2 separate regions of the Mus musculus genome follow, and region 1 is linked to region 2. A link is a contact called in public Hi-C data. All regions are on one chromosome and are shown on one strand. Each heading gives the region's core, a stretch centred on a gene start, on an enhancer-like site or on the middle of the called end of the contact. The rest is flanking DNA. Distances are from core to core; before and after follow the strand shown. Region 1 overlaps Slc6a5 (solute carrier family 6 (neurotransmitter transporter, glycine), member 5). Region 2 overlaps Nav2 (neuron navigator 2).

The links. A called contact is a pair of places that touch in the nucleus more often than the background predicts.
Region 1: a contact with region 2 is called in a Hi-C map of stem cell-derived neural stem cells, with 2.3 times the contacts expected there. The contact joins two enhancer-like sites. A contact is called at or near these places in 8 of 39 promoter capture datasets (the 3T3-L1 cell line, the C10 cell line, embryonic stem cells and 3 more), 5 of 15 datasets of contacts at CTCF or cohesin (CD8 T cells, the NIH/3T3 cell line, embryonic stem cells and 2 more), 123 of 484 Hi-C or Micro-C datasets (the 63-12 cell line, the AML12 cell line, the AtT-20 cell line and 67 more), 14 of 115 datasets of contacts at active chromatin or transcription factors (the NIH/3T3 cell line, astrocytes, bone marrow-derived dendritic cells and 9 more) and 2 of 9 other capture datasets (embryonic stem cells and liver).

Annotation. Positions count from the first base shown.
Region 1 is chr7:49,921,169-49,925,810 of GRCm38.p6, reverse strand. All of the region lies in intron 5 of Slc6a5 (solute carrier family 6 (neurotransmitter transporter, glycine), member 5), which reads right to left. Among named protein-coding and RNA genes, the nearest start is that of Slc6a5, 13 kb to the right of the region's middle. Within about 2 kb of position 2,605, at least 74 of the 459 cell types and tissues checked have an H3K27ac peak or open chromatin away from gene starts, as enhancers often do. A contact at or near this core is called in the Ba/F3 cell line, the C2C12 cell line, the HL-1 cell line and 5 more, where this site is marked.
Region 2 is chr7:49,598,261-49,603,151 of GRCm38.p6, reverse strand. Nav2 (neuron navigator 2) reads right to left here. Exons shown (of 39, transcript NM_175272.3): 36 at 4,679-4,875; 37 at 4,270-4,388. Among named protein-coding and RNA genes, the nearest start is that of Dbx1, 36 kb to the left of the region's middle. Within about 2 kb of position 1,786, at least 132 of the 459 cell types and tissues checked have an H3K27ac peak or open chromatin away from gene starts, as enhancers often do. A contact at or near this core is called in the Ba/F3 cell line, the C2C12 cell line, the HL-1 cell line and 5 more, where this site is marked.

The sequences.
Region 1 (4,642 bases), core at 1,356-3,855, 320 kb before region 2:
CGATAGGACATAGATTTTAATAGCATAGAGGATAGATTTCTGCCCAGCTCTAGCGCTGATTAAGGCGTACTGTAAATAATAAAAGTTGTGTGTCTTTTATCTAGGAACTAAATGATCAAAGGTGAGTTAGAAGTCCCAGATTGAGAATAAATAATTTCTACAATAAGACCCCATGCTGGGCTCAGCTCAAGAAGTCGTCTTTAGACACAGCAAGCATAGATTATTTTAATCTTTACTCTCAATAGGAAGAAGCTGGGGTATTTCTGACCGTTTTGCAATGTGTTTCTAACAGCAGTATAAACTGCTAGACACACAGCTGTGGGTTTTCTCAGGGGTGAAGCACTAACTAGCATGCCTAAGGCCCTAGGTTCTAATTCCAGCACCACAGAAGGGGATGCAATAAGTAAAAATGGGCAGAAATTTGAAACAAAAAGCCCGCTGGACTCCCAAAAGACAGTTTCATCAAGCACCAAGTAGCAAGACAACTGGCACTGTGAGGACTAGGTCTCGGGGATGTCTGCAACACTGGATGCTCATGGCCCCCAAGCCTTACGTCACCCCTGTGAGCCAAGTCCTGGAATCAGCTGGTACCCAGAGCTGCAGCCGCTTACCAAGGATGCAAGTCCTGCCAGGAGGAACGGGGCACTTGCTTTTTGCAGTCCTCACTCTGATCTACCCCACTCTGGAGTACACAGCAGGGCTCATGGGCTCGTGCACCTAGAGAGTCCAGCACAGGGGCCCAAGGAGGAAGGCACAAATGGGGAATGACGGCAGCAGCAGACAGATTGTTCCCACCAATCCGCAATGACCTTTTCCAGATGTTCAGGTCCAGATGCAGAAAGTGAGTCTGCATACCATCTTCCTTTTCTAAGTTTTGGAGAATGAGTTAAAATTGTTCTAGACACCATGACAAAATGCATGCAGTGAAGATGCATTGTGCCACGCTCCAAGCCACGCCCCAAACCATGCCCCGAGCCACACCCTCTGTGAGTGCAGCCACAAGGGCAAGAGTGGGGGTTCAGGCTTCCACCAGGCCTGAGAGCACCTCCAACTGCTAGGGATGGATGGATCTCGTTCACGGGGCTATTGCAGGGTCCAAAGTAAGTGAGATAAGAGGCTTAAAAATACTCAATACATCCTAGCAGTAACTCAATCTTCGTCATATTACCTGTCCACGAGGCAGACTGTACTCTGTATCACTTCCGAGGAACACACTGACCTACCTCAATGGCCGGCTGCTCCCCCACCCCCACCCCTAGTTATCTCAGAATGCCGAGGGAAGATTCCAACAACATGGGCTGCTGATGTTGCTCATTGCTAGAGTGTTTGCCTAGCAGCACGAAGCCTCCGGTTCAGTCTTCGGATGCACATTAGACCACGTGTGGTGGTGTACACCTGTAATCCCGGCATGTGACAGGCTGAGACAGGAAGGCTGCCAGGAGCGTGAGCCCAACCTTATCTCAAACAAGCAAGATTCAAATAACAGTAGAAAACCCCTCCCCTTCTGATTGGCTCCCCAGACTCTCTCCGAGGAGTACTAATAATTACTTCCCGGGCCAAATCATTCTTTGCTGGAAGAAGGCTGTCCTATGTGGTAATAGCCACTGGCTGCTGCTCACCAAACACTAGTAGTCTTACCACCCCAGACCAAAAACAAAAGCAAAAACAAAAACAAAAACTGGCTCTGCTAAATCTCAGGCTGAGAATCTGTTTCTAGGTGTCTCCTAGAAGCTGCCTTTTCAACATTAGCTCTTTAATTAAAAAAACAAAACAACAAAACCAAAACAAAACAAAATAAAAACAACAACAACAAAAACATTTTCAGAAGGATTCCAGACTCCCGACTATCAAATCTTTGCTGGGGAAGATTTCTTCTTTTAATTTCTTTTAATTTCTTCTTTTAATTTCTTTTAATCCCCTGAACCAGGGGATTAAAGTTCCACTCAGATCCTTTTGGCGTAAATCACCACGGCTTAATTCTGATTTTTCCTGATGAAAAGCAACCCATCCGCTAAGATCTCAGTGATCGCTGCTTGCTTCCAAAATTGCCTTTGTAAAGACTCCCTGGACCCGTGAATGCCCAGAGGACCACCGACCAGCCAACCCAGTGTAGCCTCATAAGATCCAGTTCCAGGTTCCCACTGCAATGCTGCAGAGCCACCAGCAGCCTCGAGCCTCCTGCAATGTCTCTTCTAACCACTAGGTGGCAGGAGCGTGCTTCTCGGCTCTCTGCCCTTTCTGTCCGCCAGAGAAGCAGTGACAGGCCATCTCATCAGAGCTCCGCGGCCCAACAACCCCGAACAAAGAACAGCGATAATGATCGGCTAAATTGGAAAGCTGTTGGAATGGGATTCTCTTTACTCGGGCAATTATTAATAAATGAAAGCACAGGAAAGACCGGGGAGAAAAGGGATCATTTAATTAAAGTTCTAATGAAAATTAAGCCATTCCAGAAATAGAAATGGTGTTTATACTGTTCCAATTTGAGCTGACCCAGCTAAGGCCCTGTTTGAACAAAACAGTGGCTGAACTCATTCCGCAGGGTAGGGACAAACTGTCCTCCATTGCAGATCCTTGGAGGGCTGAGTCAGCCTGGGCAGTAGCCTGTCCTACAAGCTGTACCTAGAGACGCAGGAAGCTGAGACTAGAGGATTGCCATCTGAACTACAGAACAAGGCCTTGCCTTAATAAAAACGGGAAGGAAGATGAAATGACTAGGCATGTTCTGCCTCTCTCTGTAGGCAGCCCCAGGGCTGGTCTCGGGCTGGAGTGGGCACAGTGCTTGGCATCTGCATGCTGACATGAACAATCAGACAACATGATCAGAGCAACACTGGTGGTGGACACACCTCCACCCACTGTGTGTGAGGGTCACAATGTTAAGCCATTTATACGTCCGTTCATCTCCTGGGACAGTGCCAGGCTTGCTTTGAAAACGAAGTGGTTACAGGGCTGAGGCGGTGCCTTGGGGGTCATGTGGGGAACACTGCAAGGGAGGAGAGGGGGCATCAGGTCCATTTCCCAAAGAAGCCTAGCTTGGTGTATTCATCTTGGAGATGGCATGGGAAAAGCTATTGTCTAAATTCCCAACAGCTGGGCCAAGCAGAAGGGATTTAAAGCAATGTGTATCTCTATAGGTCAGGATTCTCTTACCTTTCTACGGCACCTCAAAACCCAACAGGATTGAAACCCCTATCAAAGAGAACTTGACCCCATGTATAGAGCCCACCCATGTACAAGTAATGCAGAAGCTGAGGGGAGTGCAGAGAGGGGGTGGGGGAATATTGATACTTTGCTTTATTTAATTAACAAAAAAAAAATTAGAAACTATGGCTAAGCGTGCTGCGGCCTCTGACTCATTCATGGGCTCCTAGGAATAATCAGAGAAATATGCCCATTGTCTGTGCTCTGGTTGTTTTAATGGTGTACGGCTGGTGAATAGATGCCTAGCCATGCCAGGCCCCATAGCCCTCTGCCTCTCAGGGTTGCTTCACACCACACTGGAGAGAGACATGAATCCAAACCAGGGCAGGGTCATGCCTGCCTCTCTCTTAAGGCATCACCTATATGCCTGGCCAAGGTACCTAGGTAGCTTTAAAAAGAATAAACACACACATGTAAAAATGAATAGACTACACAATAGATGCATATCTATGACAGAAAAATGGAGCAAAGATGGGCCCCAAATTGTTCAAATTTTTATCCTTACATCCATGTAGGTATCTCTAATAAAGATAAAATCCCACTATGAACATAGCATGCTTTTAAATGTATTAGGATGTGGGAGGTTTTTCCCATGCTTTTATATATGACTATTTGTTTTTAATGATTATAGAATAACTTATTATGAAGGGTGAGCCATGATTTATTTGAGCAATGGAATTGTGGGGCTCTTTATCACATACTAAGTTCCTACTGCTTTCCAGCACTGTGAATGTGATTGCAATGAGCAGTTTCGTACCATATTTATCTGTCTCTAATTTTCCCTTTGCACGGATGCCTCCACGTAGAATCATCACAGTGATAGCTTAGCTATTGCGTGCGTGATCTTTCTTGCTATCACACAGAATATCAACCACAAATATCACTGGGGGGGGGGAACACCTGTCATGATATCACTTTTGCTGGGACTTGATAGACTAGAACACGTGGACCAAAGATTCTTTAAACACCCCGGACAGGCAGAAAATATGGGGGTCACATGGCCCAAAATGCAGACCTTGCAACTTACATTGCAAGTTTGAAAACTCCCCTTAGTCATCTGGGGAAAAAAAACAATAATCATCGCGTCACTTGCCGTCTGCAATCCGCAGGTTCTGTTCAAGAGGGGTAAAAATGTGACTTTATGGTGCAGCCTTGCAGTCTAGGAAGCATTTAGCACTGGGGTAAGTCTGTGGCCTTAAAAGACATGCATACTTGGACTCCAGTCCCCAAGTCCGACCAGACACCTAATTCAGAGCTTCTGCTCAAGGTTTTTCGCCTGTGACATAGAAACAACGGAATGCCTATGTAGGCTTGTTGTGCATATTAACATTGAATAGTCAATGAAAGAGCGTCTCAGACAGACAGCGTGCAGTGAAAGTGGCTGTCTTTAATATGTGCTCAGATGCTACACTGGTGAGAGTGGACCTTCTTGGTAGAA
Region 2 (4,891 bases), core at 537-3,036:
AGTGACTTCAGGGTACATAGATGGAAAATTCCAGACACCACCTCCCTGTGAGCCTCTTCTAACCTCTTGGAAGCTGCAGAGGGGAAATGAAGAGGTAAATAGTACTCAGACCAATACATAACGGGGTCCAGCTCTGGTCCAATGGACCCACACCTTTGAAAGTTACAGTTTCTCAACTGAAAAAGAGCCCGTCTACTTAACAGGTGCCCTCTCTCTTATCTGATGGGACACCAGAAGCTAACGGCACTGCTGATGTGAAAGGTTGGAAGGCAGATCTGGATTAGAACCCAGGACTCAAACTTCCTTCTTGGGGCCTTTCCCTCTTACTTACCCACGGGACCACTTTGAATCAGCAGAAACGATATTACTGGAGCCTGAGAGCGGGGCTGTTCACCAGACCTCCCCATGTCAGCCTGGCCTAAGTTCATCATTCGCTCTGGTGGGTCCCCTCTCCCCGAGTCCCCTGAGTTACTCCAGGTCTTAGAATCTGATTTCTATCCAGGATGCCACCCACACTACCCCCACCTTAGATAAGCCCATCTCTTTATATTAGTGGCTTCCTCCTTCACTTTACCTCAGCACCTCCTATGACATTATCTTGTCAGATGTCAGCTCATTGTCTCCCCCATACCCCAGCCTAGCCTCTAGCCTAGTTTGCTGCTACAGCTCCCTTCATCAATCTTGGTTCTTGAATTCAGTCCAGCAGCCTAAAGCAGTTCAGTATGAGCAGGAACGATTTGGGAGAGGGGCGGGTGTGGACCCATGTGTGGATCAGGAGTGAAGAGGACACAGAAGTGGCTGGGGATGGTTACAGCTGAAGAAGCAAATTCAGATTAGAAGCCTCTCCCTACCGGGCCCTCTGAAGGAACAAGACTGCCTTTCCAAGGGGTCCCTCAAGGCCTTAGAACCACTAAGGCTGAGGCTGAGCATGCCCTTAGCACTCCTGAGGCCCAGTGGTTTTGTCCACACTTGCTCTTCATCCTTAGCCCCTGCACTATAGGCTCAGAGAACAACTGGGTTTCCAGAAACCAGGCCAGTACAATTGTCCCATAGGTCAGATTTTTTTTTCCCATTTTTTGGAGGGGAAAGCCAAAGCTGGCACAGGGGACTGCAGAAGGTGTCAGAGGACCTTGGTAACTGAGGAAAGGTCTCTGGGTGTCCTTCTGCAGCACCTGCCCTTAACACCCCCAGTCTACCCCCAACACCAGGCCTTCTGAATTGCTCCGCTCTGCAGACACCAGACACACTGGCAAGCGTTTCTGATGACAACGGGGAATGGGACCTGAGACTGAGTCATAAGGTAAGCATTCGTAGGTGCAGCAAACATTAGCTGTAAGAACAAAAAACATTTTCTTTTTTACAACCCTTCCTACATTCCACAGGATGTGGTCAAGGCCAGGTGGCCGTGAGTCAGTCTAAGGCAAGCAGAGGAAGTGTTGTGCAGCTTCCGGGCTCTTCTGCAGACTCTGGAGGGCAGCTGGACAGGCAGACAATCACTTTCCCCAGGGAGGAGGAAGCTGGTCTACTACTGGCTCAGGAATTAAGGATGATGCTAAGACACTGGAAACTAAGATTTGGGCTGCTGCGAACCTCCTGATCCTACAGGAAGCACAGGACTCCTGGATGTGCACGGCAGCACCAACATTCACATTTAGGAAGCACTTCTAGGCATGACTTACACACAGGTGACTTTCATTCACATATTCCAGAAAAAGATACTACCGCCTGCATGCTCTCCACTAGGGGGCGATGCGTTGTCATGTCCTGTCCCGCCCACACGCAAGCATTGCCTGAGTCTGATGGTAAAGGCTGGTGCCTGCAAGAATGACTTCCCTGTATTCTTTCCCTGTCTCCCCATGGGCAGCCCTCTTTCTGGCTCCTAACATGTGACAGCCCCCTTTGGAACCTATTCTGAGGTCTCCACCTCTTCTCAACTCATAGCCTTGGCTAAGGAAGGGCACACATGTTCTAAATGACAGTGTGCTTCCCTAGTGGCCACTGTGCAGGGGAGAGGTGAGGAGGGAAGGACCCCGTATGGTACCTGGCACACACTCAGCTTTCCCTCAGAGGGAGCCAAGGAGAGAGGGGAAGTGAAATGAGCTTTTTAAAAAATTAAGGACTTTTCTCATCTAGTGAAATCACAGGTAGAACCCTGCCTAACACTAAACCAGGCACAGCAGTGCACACCTTTAATCCCAGAACTCAGGAGGCAAAGGCAGGCAGATCTCTGTGGGTTCAAGGCCAGGCTGGTCTACACAGAGAGACTCTGTACCAAACAAACAACAGCAAAATAACACGTGTGTTAGCACGTGTCTACAATCCCTGCATGCTGGAGTTTGAAGTAGAAACATCAGAAATTCAAGGCTAGCCTGGGCTATATACAGAGTTCAAGGCCAGCTTAGGCTATATAAGACACTGTGCTTAAAACAACAAAAACCACCGGGCAGTGGTGGCGCACGCCCTTAAGGGATTAAGGAGGCAGAGGCAGGCGGATTTCTGAGTTCAAGGACAGCCTGGTCTACAGAGTGAGTTCCAGGACAGCCAGGGCTACACAGAGAAACCCTGTCTCGAAAAAAAACAAAACAAAACAAAAAAACACCAACAAAAACCCAGCAAACCCAACCAAAAAACTTTGCTTCCTGGCTACCTATAACACTTGTAAGTTACAGGAGACCCTAGGATGGCCTCATTGTCACAAAGTAGCTGTAGCTGTCACATTGCTCTGGACTCCAGCCCTCACTCAATCATGGTGGTCTGCTGAGGGAACTATGTTAAGGTCAAAGCTTTGGCTGGCCTTGGGTTTTCTTCCCTGTATTCTCTCAGGGCTGCAGGAGTGCCAGGACCCTGGTGTAAAGCCTGGTAGATCCTCCAACTTCCACCTTAACCCCGACAAGGAAACACGGCCAATCCTTATGAATCAGCAGACTTCAGGGCCGCCTCCTGTACTAATTTACCAGGCAGAGCTAGGAGATTTGGGACAGGGTGGTACTAGGCAATCCTAACCCAGCTGTCTCCCTTCACTGCTTCTACACTGAGGACATGTCCTTCAGATGACCTCTAAGAATGACACATCCACTTGGTCCCTGTCACAGGCAGGCCCTTCAGCAGCAGCCACTTTGAAGCCCCTCCTATCTATGCCCTTTGCTCTTGGCTGGATGAAGAGGAAGAGTCCCTTCTGCAATGGCTCCCTGAGCAAAGGAATCATAGGTGACTTCCCAGCTATGCCTGAAACCTCCCTTTCAGTTCACCTCCAAATGGGAGGGGCCTTGGTGCCACCAGCCACTGGGGACCAAGGGGTCAGCTCAAGAGTCCTCTTTGTCTCCTTGGACACCTTGGGTATCTTCGCTCAGTCGCCTCTGGCTTTTCTCAAGTGACTCAGGTCATTCCCCTTTGGTTATCAGAAGGACCGCTCGAGGCAAAGAGGACACAAGTGGGAGAACGTATGAGGAAGGAGGCCACAGGGGCAGCAGTAGGTCCTCCAGACAACCATCAAGCCACCCCAAGCTCCTCGGTAACTCCTAAGCTGAGTGACAGCAGTGGGGGCTCCCCAGATGCTACTGGATACAAGAGATGTGCAGCCAGGAGAGCCCGCCAGAACCACCTGTGAGGGGTGCTGAGGCTGGGCAGGCAATATCCTGCCTGGCCTTGAGGTCGAAGTACCTGGGATGAAGTTCAGAAGGTGAAGATTCAAATTCCAGATCCTCTGAGCTTTGATTTCTCTGCAGTGTCTCAGAACCCAGAGTCTTGCCTGTGCTTGGTAAGAACTTACAAGGTAACCTGCCACTACAACCTTGAACTTACAACCTACCTCTCTTTTTCCCAAGTGTAAGATTTTAGGGGGTGTACCATGATGCCTCATTGAGGCTTTGCTTTTATGATCTTTGGGCCTCAATTTTCTCCTCTTGAAAAACTTTAACGATAAAGCTTGGCCCAGATCTTAGGCCTAATCTAGGACTTGAACCACATAAGACAGATAAACAAATCAAACCCACGTATCTGGTTTGATCTCTTTTACATTCCCACGCTGGAGGCTTGATGGCCATGGTTTCATTTAATCCTTACAACTCTCTGTGGCAGAGTAATGCTGTTATCTCCCCTCCCGATAAGGCAGAGACGGTGAAACGCTTTGCCCGGGAGTCACAGTGCTAATGAGCAGCTGAGCCAAGACTTTCAAGCAGCTGTCGTTTCCACCGTGTGCCATTCGGAAGACCACGCAGGAGAGCATGGGGCACTCAAGTCTGAGGAAGTCAAAAGGAGCATGCTTCTCACCTGGAGTCCTTCTCTGACAGCTTCCAGGAGGTAGGGGATTATGGAGTAGTTCCACAGGTCAGTGAACCACACTCTGGAACCATCCACATCAATGGGACATGACAGGAAGAGCCGGGGACCTGGGGACCACAGTGAGATACATCACAACTGAAATGGGGCAGGGTGGGCTCCCCATTGTAAGCTTCCCTCATAAAAGGAATACTGAAATCTCTAAGTAATGGTGGGGCTGATGGCTTGAGGTGTGTCCCTCTGCCCTTCTTTATCTCTGAGGACAGCAAGACATCTCTGCTGGGAACTGTCCTGGCCAAGACCCAGAGGGTAACATATGAGGGAGCCAGGGCTCTTGGAAGACCACTGCCTACGCTATCCTTCCATCAGCTTGCCCCAGCCTGCCTGGCCTCCCACCTACCGATGGTGACATCTGAGGAGCTGTGGGCCTCCAGGAAGCGGTTGAGGTGATGCCAGACCTTCGGGATCCAGTTGATGATCTTCACCAGCTCTGCATTGCGCACCCGCCCACTGATCTCCGTCTCCATGAGCTTCCTCCTCAGGAAGCGGCCGAGGAAACCCTTCACGGGCTCCGTGTGGTTGGCACAAAGCACCCACCTGGGAGAAACAAGGA